Linked DNA regions of Drosophila melanogaster: region 1 is linked to region 2. The links are chromatin contacts, called in public targeted proximity ligation maps. All regions are on one chromosome and are shown on one strand. The core of a region is the stretch at or near the end of the contact, and the rest is flanking DNA. Distances in the headings are between cores, read along the strand shown.

What was found.
Region 1: a targeted proximity ligation map of the Kc167 cell line shows a contact between it and region 2, with 4 times the contacts expected there. A contact is called at or near these places in 2 of 107 Hi-C or Micro-C datasets (both in wing imaginal disc) and 1 of 7 datasets of targeted methods (the Kc167 cell line).

The regions. Positions count from the first base shown.
Region 1 is chr3L:18,799,495-18,802,592 of dm6, reverse strand. lncRNA:CR45939 (long non-coding RNA:CR45939) reads left to right here and starts at 1,281. Exons shown (of 3, transcript NR_133270.1): 1 at 1,281-2,485. It overlaps ftz-f1 (ftz transcription factor 1), which reads left to right and starts at 1,284. Exons shown (of 10, transcript NM_079419.3): 1 at 1,284-2,485. CG14073 reads left to right here. Exons shown (of 6, transcript NM_140803.2): 6 at 1-328.
Region 2 is chr3L:18,063,233-18,066,409 of dm6, reverse strand. It overlaps Eip75B (Ecdysone-induced protein 75B), which reads left to right and starts at 1,714. Exons shown (of 8, transcript NM_001259893.2): 1 at 1,714-1,899.

The DNA.
Region 1 (3,098 bases), core at 32-2,531, 740 kb before region 2:
TTTACTCACACGTCTTTGTCTTTGGAAGATAAAGGATTTTATAAAGGAAATTAAATTTAGAGCTAATGCAAAGTGATACAAAGGTGCTATACACACTCAAAACGAAGAAAAAGGAAATGAATGGAAATTTTAGAGCGAGAATATTGAGAAAATCTGGAATCTTTAGGGATTGGCTGCAATTATGCAATAAAAGTAGAAGAAAACAATGCAAGGCAGTTAGAAACGAGGAAACGAACGGAAAATGTATGCCAGCCAATCAGCTAATAAATTGATATATACTTACAGATAAATCTAGGGATGAAGTGTAATCTATGGTTTTTAAAAAAACAAAACAATCTAGCTAAAGTATAAACTAAATAATAATTATTGTAATAATATTAAAGAAGCAACAAAGGCGTATTTATGTATTATGTATTTTTAAATGAAATTATTAACATAATATATAAAGTATATGTATACACAATATGATCCAACTACAATGTAAATCAATTTTCAGATAGGTTTGTAATTTTCTATGTAATGTACGTGTGTAAGTTTTGTGCAACTATAAAAGGAAACCACAAAAAACTGAAGAAATTTAACAAAAAAAAAAAAACTAATAATGAAAAACAAAATAAATGCAAAGTGAAATTTTGACAATTTAAAAGTGCGGTTTCACTTCAAAATTTTAACAATCTCCTGGCATTTGAAAACAAATATCGATCCAAGCTTTTATTAAACGATTCTTCAAAATTGGTTTAAAAGGTTATTTATATATAATAATAGATGACTGAACAGGTAAGGTCTTAGATAAGTACTTAAATATACTTAGAGGGCCCATTCTTTTGAAAAAGTATAATTATATCTTGTGAATATTTAAATTCGTCTTCTTCTTTTCCTTTTAAATTTGCAATTATTTGAACTAGATAATCTCATTGTATTTTTTATTGCTTATTAAAATTTATGTAATATTTCATTGACAAACCGCCACAGTTTTGAATTTACGATCTATCGATAACTTGGCGATAGGTTCCGGCAGATGTCGCTCTCAAAAGCTCGCCGCACGAGCGGTGCGCTAAACGCGGGTGTGCGTGCATGTGAGTGCTTTCAGCTGAAAGCTTTCCGGTTTTCATATGATTGCCGTCCTTGTTCTTCAAACGATTTTTAAAGGCCAAGAATGCTGCCTCTCTGTCCTTGGCCCCGCTCTTCGCTCCGGTGATCCAACACTATCCCGACCGCGCATGTGTGTGTGCGTGTATGCGCGAGGGCTTTCGGTCTTCTTCTACCTACGCCAACAAACTTTTACTGTGTGTTGTGTTCCCGTTCGAGTTCGACCTAATTTCGCTCGAGACCTAATTTTTGCGTGCGGAATAGTTTTTCCCGAAAAAGTGAAGCCAGCGAATAAACAATAGCTGAAAGTGAGCGATAGCCAAGAAAGTAAGAGTGAAAGTAAACAAAAGCGAAAAGAAGAACAGCTCTGGCGTTAATTATGTGTGTGTACATACGTATATATTTAATATTTCCGATGCGTCCATAACGGGAGTGTGTTCTGGTTTCCAATCGTCGCCCGCGCCCCCGTCATTGCCTATCCGTTTACCAAACCCCAATTTTGGTGTGCAATTGTGTATAAAAATTAACACAAAGTGGGAAGATAGCGTTGTGTCATAGAATTGGAGCAGAAGCAAAAACAAGGCAAAATTAGCAAAAGCCAAGCGGAAAAACAACAACACAGAGTGCCCAGTGGAACCCCAGTACATGTGTGTATATATGTATGTGCGGTGCGAGCGTGTCAGTGTGTGCGTAGCAGGAATTGCAATTTATAGTTGTTGTTTCTGAGAGCTTTCGCTTGTTGCGCGCGTGCGACGATTGTGCAAGAAGTTCTTGGTGTGCGTTCGAAATCGGGAAGAGGAAATCGCCGAGAATAGAGGAAGAGTAAATGGCAATAAATGCAAAATAAATAAAAGAAATAAATAAAAAAAAATATAAATAAATTGCCAAATGCGTTTGGCGTCGCGTGTGTGTGCGTGTTCTGAAATATGCTGAAAGAGCTTTCGGAGAGCGAGAGCAAAAGAGAACGAGACGCCGAGAGATGCGATCGGGAGAAATAGCAACAACAACAACAACGGCAACAGCGACTACGATCGGCGAAATGAATCACACACAAGCTTTGTTTTGCGAATTATAAATTCGCGTTCCGTTCTCCACACATGCGAATTCCCACACTGAGAGCGAGACAGAGACAGCGAGAGAGAGGGAGACCAGCTACGGCTACAAAAACAGAAACAGCAAGAAGACCAAGACATAATAATAGAACTTTTGCTTTCGCTTCCAACTGGTTTTTGTATACATAAAAAGCGAGAGGGGAAGAGACGGAGAAAGAGAGAGACGGACAGCTTCCAGCGCTTCTTCTTCTTCCGCGATCTTCGTCTTGGAATTCATGGAACCGGGCGCATGCGCAACACACAGAACTACAAAAGGAAAAACAACGACGTCAGCTGCATGAAAGGTAAATTCTCAATTCTCCCCGCTGCACGACTTCCTCTCGCTCACCTTTTACCCCCCAAAAACCTCCTTTTCCATTTTGTCTAGTTGGGTGAGCTTTATTTTACTGCACTTACCATCTTTAATGGGAAGTAGGAGCACGGAATGAAATACAGTTTTGACACGAATTTGATTTAAAAACCATCATTATAAGAAAACTTTTTAAATAAAATCACCTTTTTGTTTGTTTAAATAAATTTTACTGGGATCATTATATATATATTTTTTACAAAAATTAATGTGGTTTTAAAAATTTGGATAATAAACTGAAAATTGTATCAGCAGTTTATAGCTTTTTATAGTTTTTTTTTATACATTTTCTCGTATTTTCCACTAAGATATTTTTCTTTTAAAATATTAAATATAAAGTTAATGTCATTTGCTCAATTTTTTTCCGTGGATTACCCGAGGGTTGGTGAGATTCAAGCACGAAAAGTGAAGAACTTGAAGTCGAGTGAAGTTAATTAAAGTATCGTTAAAAAGGGTAACACAGGGCTTAAAAAAATGGGGGAATCTTTCCAGTTGTCTGTTTCGCGAACTGGAAAATTACTGTAAATGGGGGAATAAACAATTTAGCG
Region 2 (3,177 bases), core at 465-2,964:
ACCACTATTGTATTAGGGCTGCCAGGGCCAGTGTCTCAATGCAACGCCCTCGTTGCATTTGGAGGTCCTCAAGGAGACAGATTCGGTTCCAAAATGCCCCAGAAGACTGAACCTGAATTGGCAAATGTCTGCAGTGGTATTTGCAAGGTTAAATTACATTTGCTATAGTTTATTTGTACAGTCGTTAAAACTTAAAATAATAAGCATCGATATTCCATAAAATAAAATAGTCAATATGCAATTTCAGAGTTTCTATTAAAAAATTATAATAGTGTAGTCACGGGGGGTTTTCTTGAAACGCTGTCCGGGAACAGTGATGATAAGTTCTTGAAAGTTAATCCCGTCTTGTCAACAACAATGGCAAATAAGAAAATCAAGGTTACAAGATGCTGTTCCCTTCAAACCTATCCCACAGCGTGAAAGACAATGAAAGCCAGATCCATAAGAGTGCAACCCCCGATGCTGGCTAAAATCGAAGCTCATAAAGGAAGTATCTCTGCCTGGGACCGACCTTACCAAACAAAAAGTAGCCCATCGAGTGTCTAGGAAACCGCTTGTCCTCTTACTCCTTTCTCGCCTTTTCTGCTTCGCGGCCCTTTGATACCCACTCGCTTTCCACACCCCAAGTCCAAGAGTCTGAAGTTTGCTTTCATTTCGTTGCCCGAGGGGTTGCAACTCCAGACAGACAGGGACCGACAACCAGGATCAGAAAACCCGAGAAATCCACCCACTCGCCGACTTTTTGCAATTATTTTTAATTTCTGTGCTACGACAACTCCCGGAATGCCAAAACTTTGCAACCCCAAAAGAAGCACGCAAAAGGGGCAAGTCACTCCAGGCGGGAACCACGATATGTACTACTGTACACGTCAGAAACATGGAAATAAGCTTGGAAAGCCCGGTACAGGGCAACTTGAAATGTTGCGATATCGAGATCATTAATTTGGCCTGTCTAGTTGGATAATGATTATTTTATTATTTCTTTTTATTGATAGTTCATCATTTAATGAGTTCCTAAAAATTTTAATATAGGTTGGTAGGGATTTTTATTTTTTTCCAAGCTAGTAGTAAAATATATTTGGGTTATTAAAGGATGAAATCAACACACACCTTCCATATGTTCCACATGAAAACATCAGCAAATTTCTAAAAAATTCTTTCTAATTTAGCTAAACCAAAAAAAAATTAACATAATGCTCTAAAGAACTTGTTTAGTTGTTTAATTGTTTAAATAATTTTTCAAGTTTCAAGATTTCAGATTTCTTAAACTGAAAAATTAGCATGATTTCGATTTCTTTCTAGCGGGCATCCACTGTGGCGACGTACACGTCCGCGCCTGAGTTCCATGTTCGGCGTCCATTGCACCCCCAATCTGCTTTGTACATTGACTTCTCTGCTCCGCTTTGTTCTCTGCATTCGCTGCAGGTTCTGGCTCTGTCGGCCTTCCGCTCTGCTCTTTCTCTCTATCACTCTCTGTAATGGTGATGGTGCTCTCCCTTTTCTCTCTCTGTAGCCACTGTGCATTCCCATACCACGACCTACCTTACCCACACCCACAGTGCGCTGCCGCTGCACAACTCCCGCCCAGGCAGCGCAGTCGGCGTCGACGGCGACAGCGCAGTTCGTTTTCATATTGAAAGTAGAATTTTTCACTTTTGCGAAAATTTGCAGTCCAGTCTCGGTCTGGTCTCAGTCATTTTGAATACGTCATGTGGAACGCACCGTCACCGTCGCGTTCCGTCCTCTGTCGCGCTTTTCCTCTTCTGCGCAATCGTCTTACCAATCGGCGGTTAACTTTCGTTTGTTAGCACCAGAATTCGATCGGGACAAATAGCAATCCTCTGAATGCAGATACAAAAAGTATCTGCGTGATGCGTCCGAATAAGTGGTGAACTCTTTGTACGTGAATTGGATTAAGGCAGAGTTGTGTGAGTTTTGTGTGCCAATTCGATGCTATATAAATATCACAAGTAACAAGGGAAGCACAAGGACAGTCTTTTCAATCACAATCAGAATAGTGCAAACAATTGCCAAAGTTTAAAATTTTAAGCTGTGACAATATTAAATACAGAAATATCTATAAAAAAATATGGTGTAACATATTATTGTGTGCAAGTTAACACTCGTCGTCATTGAAAATAATTCAACTAACAGAAATCCTTTATATATAGGATTTGTGAAACTGATCTATCTTTAAATAGAAAACTTATGCTTAAACTCATGAACCATTCAACAAAATTCACTTAACTGCGCATAACTGAACGATGTTAAGCATATACATATGTATAAGCATTATGTGACTCATGAAAGCATAAAAAACGGTCAAATAATATCAAGAACGAAAAATGTGCATAGAAATGCTCTCAAATTGTTTTAAAATAATAAACGAAGCAAAAAGTAAAAATATAAAATTTGAAATAGTTGAACAAAGGTTTGCGAAGTACTTAACAGTTCATACAATCGAAAGCCTAAAAGTTAAAAGTAAATTAAAAGCAGGTTGCTAAACTAAACAGAACAATACGAAAACCGACAAACATAAGATAGAAAAGTGATCATTTTATATTGCACAAAACCATGTATAAGGGTCGCATGACCTTTAACTCTCGGATATCAGGCGTAACTAAGTCCTCAATTAGATGGTTAAATTTATTGACCAAAAAAAACGAACTCGAAAGCACTTATCCTTCCTGCTGAATAAGCTCCTTTTTTGGACCCATTCCCCGGCTGTCTGACTCATTCCACTCGGATGAAACTCCGTCTGGAGTTGCAACCCTCATTAGAGGCGAGCCACACCCCCTGCAAACAGAACGCAGCCCCACCACCCAACGCCCCCTGGCAACTCCGCTGAAATGCAGAGACCCCAAGAAAACAGAGGAGGAAAGCTAACAGGGGATCTGCAGCCCGTTAACAGAGCGCTGCTTGCTCAACTGTAGACGCCCTGTTAGACTCGCCTTGGTGTGGGTGAACTTGAACACACATACACTCACGTGCTCTATTTCTCTCGGCGCTCTCTTTTTATTTGCACTGCTCTCTTGCTCGATTTATTCTATTTCAAGTTCTTATTTTGCAATGCAAGTGTGTGCGATGTCGTTCAGTGTTAAGGTCAATACATTGCCGCCTCGTGCTGTGGTGTGCGTTTTTGATTGTAGTCTGTGTGTGGGCTTGCACTTGAAGAAA